2 separate regions of the Mus musculus genome follow, and region 2 is linked to region 1. A link is a contact called in public HiChIP or PLAC-seq data. All regions are on one chromosome and are shown on one strand. The core of a region is the stretch at or near the end of the contact, and the rest is flanking DNA. Distances in the headings are between cores, read along the strand shown. Region 1 overlaps Dennd1a (DENN/MADD domain containing 1A). Region 2 overlaps Psmb7 (proteasome (prosome, macropain) subunit, beta type 7).

Evidence for each region. HiChIP or PLAC-seq counts read pairs in DNA pulled down with a chosen protein or histone mark.
Region 2: an H3K4me3 HiChIP or PLAC-seq map of embryonic basal ganglia shows a contact between it and region 1, with 6 times the contacts expected there. The contact joins two enhancer-like sites. A contact is called at or near these places in 4 of 39 promoter capture datasets (cranial neural crest, frontonasal cranial neural crest, maxillary cranial neural crest and 1 more), 2 of 115 datasets of contacts at active chromatin or transcription factors (SST interneurons and embryonic basal ganglia) and 1 of 9 other capture datasets (embryonic stem cells).

Annotation. Positions count from the first base shown.
Region 1 is chr2:37,906,703-37,913,048 of GRCm38.p6, reverse strand. The region is part of intron 13 of Dennd1a (DENN/MADD domain containing 1A); the gene reads left to right. Among named protein-coding and RNA genes, the nearest start is that of Crb2, 130 kb to the right of the region's middle. Within about 2 kb of position 4,123, at least 47 of the 459 cell types and tissues checked have an H3K27ac peak or open chromatin away from gene starts, as enhancers often do. A contact at or near this core is called in embryonic basal ganglia, where this site is marked.
Region 2 is chr2:38,617,998-38,625,005 of GRCm38.p6, reverse strand. The region is part of intron 5 of Psmb7 (proteasome (prosome, macropain) subunit, beta type 7); the gene reads left to right. It also overlaps the pseudogene Gm13586. Among named protein-coding and RNA genes, the nearest start is that of Psmb7, 22 kb to the left of the region's middle. Within about 2 kb of position 2,240, at least 71 of the 459 cell types and tissues checked have an H3K27ac peak or open chromatin away from gene starts, as enhancers often do. A contact at or near this core is called in embryonic basal ganglia, where this site is marked.

The DNA of each region.
Region 1 (6,346 bases), core at 2,874-5,373:
TGAGGAAGAAAATTTAGGAGTCGGGTGACAAGGACAGAGTCAGAGAGTAGCTGAGGATGACGAGCATGTTCTAGGAGCTCTGGTTTCTTGGAAGCCTGTAGAAAAATTCTGTTGTTGTTCCAGCCATAAATGTATGGCAGCTATTTCTTTTTTATCTATTTCTGTCAAGTATCCTGAGGAAAATAAACAATATTGGTTTTCCTGAAGAACGTGCCTGAAGAGAGGCCTAGGAAAAGAATGGTCCCGTCATCTTGGTGGCTTGTTAGGAACATAATGAGAATAACATGGGAAACTTAGTCCCCTAATTTAACATCGTTGGGGGAATCATCTCCTTTGCAGGGAATGGCTTTGATACTGAGTTCATGGCTCCCTTTCATCACTGTAGGTGGAGCGTGGTCACGTGTCCTGGCAGTCAGCACTGCTCATGCTCCTCAGAATGTGATTTCTGAATAATTAGGTGTTTTCATTTAATTTTGAGGCATTTTCCAGACCTATTATGCAACAGGCAGAGTGGCGGGCACAGTCATGGGTCTTCTCCTTCAACACCCACAGCAACCTGAAAGATAGGTGGTAGCCTTGGAGTTACAGAAGAGGAGCTGACATTCCAGACAAAGCATGCCAGCCACAGAGTTGAGGGTTGGTAATAGTAAAGCAAGTGAGAAAAGCAAAGCAAGGCCCACTCCAGTGACTGGGCGGGGCTTTTCCATCCACACAGGTAAAAGGGGAAGGACATCAACTTTACTTGTGTTGATGGGACCCATCAGTTGGTAACCAAAAGCTTTCCCTTTGAAAACTTAGGTATGTGTCTGGGGTAGGGGTGGGGTTTAGGTTTAAGAGGTGTCAGATGTCTAGATGCTAATTCACCAAAGAGAGTGCATGAAGCCAAGAAGGAAACACAAAGAACCAGCAAAGAGGAATTGACAAGAAAGTCAGCAAGCTATATCCAGCGGAGTGAGATGAAAACCCAGAGAACACCTCAGCCCATGGGGGAAGACTAAGCAACAACTTGGACTAGAAAGATGGCTTAGTCTATAAATCACTGCCTTATAAGCCATGAAGACTGGGGTTCAGATCTTCAGAACACACATACAAAGCTAAATGTAGAGACTAGAGAGGTGCTCAACAGTTAGGAGCACTGGCTGTTCTTCCAAAGGATGAGGGTTCGATTCCCAGCACCACGTGGCAGCTCACAGCTGTCTGTAATTCCAGCTTCAGGGAATCTGACACCCTCACACAGACATACATGTTGGCAAAACACTAATGTACATAAAATAAAAATAAATAATAAATTACTTTTTAAACCTGGTTGTTATGGTGTGTGTGGGCACACACAAACAGCAGTGTTAAGATGGGAGGCAGAAAGAAAGAGAGAGAAGGGATGTTGGGAGCTCACATACCAGCTAGCCCAGCCTACATGACAATTTTTTTTTAAAGATTTATTTATTTGTTTTATGTAAGTACATTGTAGCTGTCTTCAGACACTTCAGAAGAGGGCACCAGATCTTGTTACTGATGATTGTCAGCCACCATGTGGTTTCTGGGAATTGAACTCAGGACCTGCAGAAGAGCAGTCTTATCCACTGAGCCATCTCTCCAGCCCCTAGTGTACCTTGTTTTGGCCTGTGCTTGACACATGTTCTTAAATCCATTTGCCCTGTGGCTCCTGTGATTATTGTTCAGTTATTGGTAAGAATTGGCCATTAGCTAAAGAGGGGTCCTACTAAAGATACCTTGGCTAGCTGTATTTGTCTGCCACCTACTCACGTAAATTGGTGAGTGCTGCTCTGATGGCGTGCTGTCCCGTGGCATTTTTATGGTGGCATGGCTTCCACAGATACCCTTCAGAGGCCACTGGGGCTCCAGGTGAATTCTCCCTAATAGTAGTGAGCACTACTCACCAACACAGAGCTCTTTCTGAAGGTTGCCCCACTGCCTAGGTACCCTTGCCACTACTCTGACTGATACACATGGGTAAGTGGGAGGCTTGCCTGGCTTCAGATCCTTATTCTACTGCTCCGGAAAGTATGACCTAGATACACACCTCTTCTGAGCATCAGATTTATTATCTATGAGACAAGTAAGTAACATTTCCTCTCTTAAACCGGTGTCTAAGAGGCTAAACAATACAAGCTGTATGGTAGTTAGTTGTTTATCCTTTTCCCAGTTACAGGATAGTTCTCTGTGCAAAATTTTAGGCTGAAATGACCAGCTTTCTCTTGCAAGGTAACTATGTTGGAGGTACACACTTGGTTTTGCTCCTCAGTTTCCACAGCAGGTGCCAACAACTATCACAGCCACTCCCACTCCCACCTCAGCCTGAGCCCTCCATCAGTCTGAGGTGTTTCTTGTAGAAACAGGACAGAAGGTCCATCCATTCCTCTCTCAGAAGGCTGACTATTTACCCATGGGTGACACATTGAAAACTCTGCACTTAATGTGTTTGATCTGTCAAGCAGTGTATTGTGAGCATGTGATTGGTGGCCTCCAAACAGTTGAAGACAGGGTGCATCTAGCCTGTATTTTCCACTACTTATTGCCTTACACCTCAGTGCCTTTGCTTGTTTGTATTCGCTGTGGACCTTCAACCTTTATGTCTAGGTGCATACTGACTTTATCCCCACAGCAAGCCAGGCCATCAAGCCCACAGGCAAAACTGAAACAGATTTGGACTCCTTTCTTTGTGTTTCAAGCATATTTTTGAGGGGTTTGTCTATTTATCCAAATACCATTTTTGAATGCCTACTATGTGTAGCTATGTCAGAGGCCCCATGACAAGGTTGACATGAGCAGCCTTCTTCAGACAGACACCAGTCAGTCAGTGCCAAGGCAGCCCATTATGGTTGCGTGACTCCACCCACATAATGCCTGTGGATCCTTCATTCTCCTTTTCCCTCACTGCATCTTCTAGTCCCCACCTTTATCTTGCTGCTTCTTCAAGAACAAAGAGCTGACTGAATGAAGAGTTTCCTCATTCATGGAGTCTCATGACTTAACTGTGGTCACCTCAGAAGAGCTCAGACTTCTAGCCTGAGAGACCAGTCACTATTCACTATGATGTCAGTTATGTGGAGCACACCAGAATGGCCCCTGAACCTGTCTCACACACTGAGGGGACAAGGGGAACAGAGAGCCCTTTGCTCAGAGCGCTTCGGCAACAGCCACTCAGGTTTTCACTGGCCCTTTTTGTGGCTAATTTTATGATCACAAAGGGCCTCTTGGCTTCAAATGTCCTGTTCCAGGAATAAGCTATGTACCTAAACTGCAACCCTTCTGCCAGAAGCTACAACAGAGTAAACACTACAAGTGTGTTATCAGGGTGACTTGGATTCAGGCAAGTCACAGTTGTGTGAGGTTTGATTCCACATCTTAGTCCACCCATGAATAAGCACTGCCTTCTATGGTCTTGAGAGGTGCTCTTGACAGGATTGTAAAATGCTCCACAAAGCACAGGGCATGTTGCTGGAACTCAGTCTAAGCACTCAGTTCCTTGTGCTATCACTTGTATGGCTACAGAGCTAACAGATTACCCATCAGCTGATGGGAGGTGGTATCCTCCTCATGGACATCTTGCCTGTTTCCTCCACTGGATGATCTTTCTGAGGGGAAGAACTTCCTAGTCATCTGTGTCCCTAGCACACAACTGGGCTTGTGAGATGCTGGTTTAAGGCTCAACTAAAGCTGACCCTCTCAAGCAACTGTGCTGTGACTCCATCTCTCTAGCCTTCAGGGATGGTATCCAGGACTTTGATTGTCCCCAGTGCAGATACAGTTACACACAGTAATGCCAGCTGGTGGAATCATTAAATGATATTTTCACCAGCCCAGGGCCCAGGACATAGTAGGAGCTCATTAAAAGGCTGCTATCATCGTTAATACCTAAAATAAAATAAAAGCAAGAAGGCAAAAATGAGGATGGGCATTGGTCACCCACTTTGGTATAAAGTGTGGACATTGATTGGAAGGCCATTTCAGAGAAGCAAAATGGCCCTTTATTCGTTTTGGGGAAGGGAGGAGGGTTAACGAGAGAGTCTTTTTCAAGTGTTTGCTCCATCTTGCTGCCACTTTACTATGTGTGGCTGCTGTTGCCATGGCAATTCTTTAAGCAATTGAATAGAGCAGCACTGAGTTGTTGCAAACTGGCTCTAATTGCTCCCATGCACCAGGCCTGCCCACATGACACGCTCCACACAGCACTCCCTCTTTCTCATGCGTATTTTCATAAATCTCTGGGCATTGTGCAGCTCCCTTGCCCTTGTGACATTGCCATCCTTGGGCAGAGGGCACAAGAAGCAAGTCTGAGTGGGAGAGAGGGCACCACCAATTTTCCCTGTGTGAGAAGCCTTGCAGACCCCAGGTTTAAGGGGATAGCAGGATGTGGGCTCAGCAGGGCCTTGAAACCAAATAAAACACTCATGGGATAGGTTTATTATATGTATTTGCCATTGTTGGATAATTTAGTCATCTTTTTAAATCCAGCTGTACCATTCCTGTGGCCTCCTGCCATGAGGACCCTGTGAATTGTGTAGTAAGAACTTCTGGCTTTACCCTCAGCAGGACTGGGGAGAACCAGCTTGGGGGAGGGGACGCTGGTGGTTTCGGTACCTTCTAGCGTGTCAGGCAGTGAGCTGGGTATTTCCCATGGATCACTTAGTTCACCAGGACATTGTTCATGGGGTGAAGATAAGGGAGCCAGTATTTCAGAACCATGACTAGTGAGGAAACAGAAGCACAGATATTTATTGTGAACCTTTGTAGCCTGGGCATGTATGACTTAACTAGGCACTAACCTGATTGATCCTAAGCCTGTGCCCTTTCTACTGACACACTGTCTCCCAGTAAAGAGATCAGGCTTAGGTGGCCTGTTTCTGTTTATTTCTTTTGTTTTTGTTTGAGATAAGATCTCAATACTGGGGGGCTGGTGAGATGGCTCAACAGGTAAAAGCACCCGACTGCTCTTCCGAAGGTCCTGAGTTCAAATCTCAGCAACCACATGGTGGCTCACAACCATCCATAACGAAATCTGACTCCCTCTTCTGGTGTGTCTGAAGACAACTACAGTGTACTTACATATAATAAATAAATAAATCTTAAAAAAAAAAATCTCAGTACTATAGTCAGGTTGACTTCAAACTGTGATTTCCCTGCCTCAGTCCCCACAAGAGCCAAGGAACCCTATTGAAGGAAAATTTTAAGCACCAAAGTGTCAATGTGGCCCTCTCTTGATCTTTTTTTTTTTAAAGTAGATTTTTATTCTAGCTCATAATGATTATAGTGTGGGTATCAGAGCCAAGTTAGACACTAAAGCCCTTTTACCACAAGGCTGCCTTCCATGAGTTTACTTGAAAGTGAATATTCCATATGCATTTGAAAACTTGCCTGTCAGTGTTCCAGGAAGCGTGGTAGCCAGTGTAAGCTTTTCTTCCTATTCCTGGGGTATTTGTAAAGTTAATTTGAACCTACAGTGTGCTTCCCCCAAAGCTCAGGGTGGCATGTAGGCAGTAGGGCCTATATCTCTTTTAGCCATTCCAGGGGATAGGGAAGGCTTGACCTACATTAGGGCAGGAGAATCATATTGAATTTTTTTCTTTATTTTCTGCTTTTTTAAAAAATGTTTGTATAATAAAGGGTGGAAGGTGAACAAACTGGCCTGTTCTCATCGAGATAAGAACACTAGCAACAAGGTCCTTTCTTTAATTCTTAATAGTACACTTTAACCAGTCCGAGGCATTGATTCAAACTAGTTTTATTGAATGGAAGAGGGACAGAGAAATGTACAGAGGTTTCTGTTGCATTGCTGTGAGCAGTCTTGACACAGCCAGTGGTGGTCATCAAATCAGTTCTTGACTAATTGTCAACACCTTGCTGCTAACACCATGAGCCTAATTCTGCCCTCCGGTCTTCCAGTCCACCCTGTCAGCCATACTACCTGGACTCAAGGAGGCTGTGTCACAGACTTCAAAGCCCCACCCTTTCCAGTGGCAACATGACCTTGTTTTCCTAGCAGTTCTTTGGGTGGCTTCTCCTGTGCCACTGACTGCTTTTCAGTCACATGACCATACCCTAGGCAGTCACTGGCAGTGGTCTCAGTCTCAGAGATGAGACCACTAGAACTGGCCCAGGAAATGAGACTGGAACACTTGTCCTTGAAGGAGAGGCCAGGGTTATATGAGTCTGTTAGAGACAGGCTAGAGTCTTGGGTAAGTTGTGATCCCAGGCGTGCACACACACAAACACAGACACAGACACACACACACACACACACACACACACACACACACACCCTGGAGCTTTCACTCCAGGGAAGCCAACAGTAGTGAAGGTGACAGGAGCATTCCGTTCTCAAAAG
Region 2 (7,008 bases), core at 991-3,490, 710 kb before region 1:
GCTATAAATTGGGCCTGCGAGCTCACTTCGGGATCTCTATCTTAGTAGTGGGAGACTTCTGCATGCTGGACTTCAAAACCCTCCTTGTGGTTTTAGTGATTATAGTATCTTTAATTTTGGCAGGTCTGTGAATGAACGTAGTTTTTAATCTTGGGAATGTCAAGGCCACACCTCCTGATCCTTCAGCTCCCTCTAGGGTGCTGAGATGTTATGTCTGTGTACACACTGTGTGGGCATTGTACACTCACCTGCATGTGTTGCTCTCTGCCATTTTTTGAGGTGCTGTGAAAAGAGCTCATTTCTAGAGTCAGTGTATCTTTAAATCTAAGTTCAGAATTCCCTGGCTATGAACCTTGATTTCTGCTATAAATTGGTGGCTAGAAAGTGGGGATGTATGCTTTTAATCCTAGCACTATGAAAGCTGAAGTGGGCAGATTCTAGTAGGTCTATATTTTTGAGTTCTAGGCCAGACTGAGCTATATGAGATCTGTGGCCAAAGAAAAACACGAGTGGCTAAAGGTCCTGTCCCCTTGAGTGGGCTTGAAGATGCAGTGGGTGCCCTGAGTGTCAGCCTTTCTGGGAAGCACATAGTGGATGTTTGTGTAGTGTTGCAGTCATTTTAGTGCCAACACACTTTCTGTGCAGTTCTGTGTGCTAAGATTTCTCTGGCACCTTTCCAAGCTTTGATTAGTACAAGTAAGGTCCATTTTAGAAGATTTAAACTGTGTAACACATGGATTTTGAATCTTAAGATTTCTGTAGCTATGAATTGCCAAAAAGGAAACAGCTGGGAGCTGAAAGTCCCTGCAGGTTAAATTCTGTATCTCGCTTCCTGGTTTTTGCAAAGGTGGTACTAAGCCAATAGATGGTGTCCTTAGGTTAGAGATGAGAAAACTTTTCCTTTTAAAATTCATGTTGTTACCTGAAACGGAATGTAATACCGCTAGCCTTTGACGGTTCATAACCTATTCTGACCAGAGTGGACTTTGTTCTTGGTTCTGTGGGGTAGATAAAGGTGTCGGTAAAATACTGAAGGTATTGAATTAATGTTATCTTCTTTTTTTTTTTTTTTTTTTTTTTTTTTTTTTGAGTTCAGTACTCAGTCTATCCACAACCAAATAAAAGCCCTGGCCAGGAGTACTTTTAGATCGGTTAAACAAAGTGTTCAGTTTTACGTTCTTTGCTTTAAATCCCACTTCAGAGAGACTGAGGTTAACTAATTCCTCTTTCTCTGCTCTTGTCTCAAAATTGGACCTGCTAAAAGCAAAGTGTCTTTGTACTTAACAACCTAGTGCTTGCTGCTCTTTCACTCTCTGATTTTAGGTCAGATTAAGTGGAAAGTCGCTTTCTGGGTTTCTGGGTAGTTCATAGGCTGAGGGTGGTGCTAGCTCCAGAGATAGGGTCAGTGTCCCATTCTGCCGGCACTAGCTGTGCAGCTTTGAGTAGGTTCCTTTACCTCTCTGAATGTACACTGCTTCCATGTCTGAAGAGAAAGGTTTGCAGCTGTCCGGTTTTTTTCAGTAAGTAGGATTTCTATTTTGCACAATGTTTTATTATTGACATCAAGTATGCTTACAATTTGGAAAAACCTTTGCCCTCTTTGTTCTTTTTTTTTTTTTTTTTTTTTTTTGATCTTGCCTGAGTTTATTTGTAGTATTTGTAGACACTGGTCATCTGCAAATAGTGTGTGGGGAGGTGTGTCACAGCAGTCCGTCTGTCTTCACACTGGCAGGAGCCTTTTCTACGGGGCCTTCACAGGGGTCTGGGCACCTTTGGGAGCCTGGGCTGGAGCTGAAGCCTGGGCCTTAGCTGGAGCTTTGGCCCCTGCCTTGGTTTGGACCTTGGGCTTCGGTTGGCAGAGCCTCTGACCCTTGGCCATGTAGCTTCGAATCCGCTTCCCAAGCTTAGGATGAGCGATGAAAGCCAGCCGCTTGAGTTTGGGGCCTTTTGGCATCTTGGGCTTGATGGCCTGAGGCTTCACCAGGGCCTTGATGGCCTCTGCGCGCGCACTCACTGCCTTTGCATTGTTGGCCTGCATCTTCTTCAGGCCTTTCTTGTTGTGCTTCTTGGCGAGGCACATGTTCCTCAGGAACTTGGGGTCAACCCCCTAAGAGATTCGTATCTTTGCGACTGGAGTTTCTTGATGCCATTTCTGTGCCATTTGCGGGACTGGTTGTGTGTGGTGTAGTTCTTGGACTTGGCCGTGTTTGCACGGTAACCAGCAGTGCCTGGGACCAAAAGAGAAACACCCTCTTTGTTCTTGAGGGTTCTGAAGCTTTGTTCTTGAGGGTTCATGGCAGCTTGGGAAAGACTTGCAAAGCAGACTAACCCTTGCAAGCAGGACAGGAAGTAGGACAGACACATCTGTAGCAATTGTCACCCTCCATCTTAGTCCATAGGCATGGGGTTAGGTGGCCCTCTGTTTTAAGAGAATGTTTCTTGCCATAACTAGTGGTGTGTCACCACAATACATTAATAAGAAAACCTTTAGCATTTTAAGCCTAGATACCCCCAGATTTTAAGCTTTTCCTGGGAGTGTTTATAACCTGTCAGGTCCATGAGACCTTACAGTTACAATTGTGAGGAAAATCCCCCCCCCCCCCCCCCGTTCCCTTCAAAGGGTATTTTAAATATTTTCTTACATTTATGTGTAGAGAAGGAGCTGCATTGCTTGAGATACTAGTTTTTTAGTGAAGAATGTTGGATGATTGAGAATATATATTTTCCCAGCATATTAACTGGGAATATATTTCCAATAATTTATTGGGAATTAAAAGTCGACCCTGACATTGAAGTACATTTGTTGATGAAAAGGAGGCGTTCTTCCCCTCACGAGGGTTTAGATGTAATACTCAGTGCTTACTCAGGAGTGAAAACATCAAATTAAACTGTTTATGCTGACAAAGGACAAATCTGGATTTCAGCAAGCCATGCAAGATTGTCTGATTGCTTGCCCTGCCGCCTGCCTCTAAAGCTTTTGGCCAAGGCTTATAATGAAATGCATGCATACAATTAAACCTTTTCAAGTCTGTGGCTTAGTCTCTCTGAGCCTGGAGAGGTGCTCCACTGCTCTCTAGTGGCTGAGTGCAGTCCCCTGGCACCAGCATTGCTTTGTATTCATAAATCAGCTTTTCACACACTGGCATTGTTGGCCTCGGTGCAAGCACCAGTACCAGGAGACGAGGCCTTGGAGGCAGGAATGGAGTGAAAAATGACCTCCATCCATAGGTCCGTGGAAAGCACCAGGTTTTCTGCAGGAAGAGTGGCCAGTTGACTAACAATGAGCAAGTGTGAGTAAGCGCTCTGTCAGGAAGAGCTGACACTGATGGATTAGAAAGTTCTGCGTGACTCCTTTATCGCTGCATACATCTTCCACCTTGGCAGACCACAGTGGCAGACAGGTCCTTGGGTGCTTAAAACAGACTGCTCCTTAGCAGAGGCAGCCCTTTTTCCTGTGAAGATCTGGTAAAATTGATTTGGGGAAAAGCAGTGGGGATCCATTTCTTGCTGTCTCTTAGAACTTCTCGGCATTGAGAAAAGAAATTTTGAACACCTTGGTTCCCATTAAAGCTACCACTCAGGGACCCGTGGAGAATGAGTATATCAGGTCACTGCTGGAGGACAGGCAGCTTGTCCCTGAGTCATTACAATAACTAGTTTTCATTGAGCTCTGACTATGCCCCAGCATTCAGCTTTGTACACAGTGTCTTCCTCAGCCTGTAGGAGTCACTGATCAAACGTGAGGCAATGGTACCTTGTGCTCAGAGTGATGTACCCAGAGAGGCCAGGGAGCCCAGAACTGTTCCCTACCTGAGTAGCTGTGTGTTTACAGAGCTTGGGCAACTGGCATGTCCCGAGTTGCTTCGGAATTGGGCCTGGGCTTCCTAGCCTCTGAACTGTAGGTTTAAATCTTCAGTGTACTTATTACTAGCTGCTGTGCTGTAGGAAAATCATTTGAAACAAGTGGAGTATCAGTTCTAGTCTTTAAAATGGGGGCTATCCTCTACACATGGCTTCAGGGCTGAGGACTCTGGGAGCATCAGTCTGAGTTTAAGCCTGGGACTTAGAAGAAGCAGATTTCCTCCTGCCAGATTCTTAGAGCTTGGGTAGCAGCACAGTGTGGAGAAGCCTTTCAGTTTTGATTTCTCCAGTTGTCCAGTAACAGTGAGTATAGAATTGTTACGTTTGATTTAGTATTTAAGCAAACATTGATATATAAAAGAATATACCTCTCAAAACTAAAACCGCATACATTCTGTGTTAATGCAAGCATTTTAAAGCATACAGAGCAAGTAAATGGCTGTGAGTTTTCACAAGACGTTCAGAATTTATTCTGAATTCTTACAGAAAAACAGGTTTAGGCTGAACCATAGGTTGAGCATCCCAGCTCTGAAGTGTGAAATTGGGGATCTTGACTGCAGGTAGACACCACACTGGACTTCATGTGACAGGTTGCAGTGGGAACTGAGATCCCCTTACGTATTGCATAAAATTACCTTCAGGCTATGTGTATAGGTTGCATATGAAGCAGATGATTTCATGTGTAGACTTGGGTCCCATCCCAAGATATCTCATTATAATTGTATGTATGCACATTTCCCCAAATCCGAAATTCAAATTATTTTTGATCCCAATCATTTTGGATAAAGGCTATTCAATCTGCACTAATGCTGTTAAGTACCTTCTGAGGTTTCAGAAAATTAAGACTTAATTTTATTTTTGAAAAATGTGGCTATTGTAATATAAATACTCTAAGAACATATGCCTAAGTGTCAGTGCTAGACAATAACAATACATTTAATCATTGAAAACATTAACTAAAATTCAAATATATTTTTTGAGTTTTTAAGTAAAATGAAAGTTATAAAGCAATACAGATTGTATTCAGATGTGTGGTGATTAGGCTCACTGTGAGCATTAGCTCAATGCTCGACTCACTTACTAACCTTGACTTTAGCATTTGGCTTTCCTGTGTAAGACAGGTGGTGGAAGGGAGAAAGCCCTGTGACTCTCAGGAGGACGGTGTAGGACATTGGCATGGTGCTCGCCTGGCATGTGTGAGGCCCTAGGTCCCATGCCCAGTACTACAGATACAAACAAAAGAAAAAAGAAAAGTGGAGTTGGAGACAGGGAGGCGGCAGATGATATTGAGGCAGGAGGACCACTTTTCCATGTCAATCTAGGCTATGGAGGAAGACTCCAAACCAAACCAAACAACACCACCCCCCCAACAAAACAAAACAAAACAAAACAAATTTTGGCTTCAAAATTGTTGATGTGCTTTAAGCATGAGCCATGAGATTGGATCAAGTTCCTTATCTCTGAGTGTCAATCTCCCAGTTTAAAAAGTGGGACCAGTACAATGTGCCATGTCTAAAGAGCCACAAAGCCAGGGGATGTCAGTGTGACCTGGAATTCCTCATGACCATGAGTCCATTGTTGCTGTTGTTTGCCAGAGTGTGCTTCTAGATGAGTGTGGTGTGCTCTAGACTTGATTAGATGGCTGACTTTCCCTCTGAGTCAGTCAGTCCTAAAGAAGGTCTCCTTAGGACCAGCTAAAGAGAGACAGGCATACTTATGGTGACTAACTGCTACCTTTTCTTGGTCCTCTTGACTCACACATGAATTGACCTTCCAGTCTGTGTGGCGATTTCATGAGGAGTGCTGCTGCTGCTGCTGCTGCTGCTGCTGCATCTGCATGTAATGGTAGCAAGATCTTGGTGATTTGCTAGCTTTGTTTTTTTCTTTTATAATGTTGGATTTTTCTCCAGGTTTATACCTTAAAATTACAAGCAGTGTGTGATTTTTGGAGAGAAAAATAAAGTACAAGTAAACAGAGTAGAAATAGTCATTCAGGAGTAGGCAGCTATTTTGATTCTTGGGCTTGCGGCCTTGTGTCATTTGTATTATGGAAGCACGTCTACTAATACTGCCATAGAAGATGCTCTCTCTCCTCAAGGTTCCCTGTGGACCCTTTTTATTGCAAATGAAAATATTTCTGTTTTGACATGTTTAATTGATTTGTACATATAATATTGCATTATTTATTTCTTCCATTCTTGCTTATTAGAACTTTAGATTTCTCTAGGTTTTTGTTTTATTGCTGCTGTTTGCTGATCTAAACAATAGCCCGTCTATGTATAGGACTTTGTTTCTTAGAGCAGCTCCCTTGTAGGAGGGCTTGGTGGGGATACACAACTTCTTTTTGGTTTTTTTGAGACAGGGTTTCTCTGTGTAGCCCTGGCTGTCCTGGAATTCACTTTGTAGACCAGGTTGGCCCGAACTCAGAAATCCACCTGCCTCTGCCTCCCAAGTGCTGGGATTAAAGGCGTGCGCCACCACTCCTGGCAGATGCACAACTTCTTTCTGATTTCTAAATTACCAGCAGAAAAGTTTTGTCCCCTTCTGCCCCTCCAATGCTTCAGTGCCCATTGTACCACATTTTTGTTGATGCTAATTGTTACTCTTTTTAATCTTTGTTAATTTAAAGGCCGACAATGGCTACTTTTTTACAATTTGCTTTTCTAACTGTGTATCTGTCTTTCAGCTTATAAACTGTTGTATCTTTGGAAATGATGTTTTTGTGTGATGTTTTTCTATTATTAATATTCTGCATTTTATAATTTTCTTTTTTAGTCTCAACACTTATAATTTACATTACAGCATTTTTTTAAGCCAGTGACTTTTGACTTACAAGAACAGATACTTCATTTAAAATCTTGGGTGAAGATGTGACCTTTGGGTAGAATGCATCAGCCCCTTCTGGAGGTCAGCAGATGTGCTTGGCTCCCCAGTGTTCTTCGCAGATCTGTAGGTGGGACAATGATAGGTTGACAGTGCCCTCTTCCCAGGACTTTGCAGGGTGTCATTTACAGGAAGAGTCTTTTAGTGAGCATCTTGCTAGGGCAGCCAAGGCCAGGCAGTGCCCACCTGAGTGGCTGCCGTGGATTAAGAGAACATAGAGCATAGTTCCTGCCCCTGCTAGTGCCAGCTCCCTGGGATTTAGAT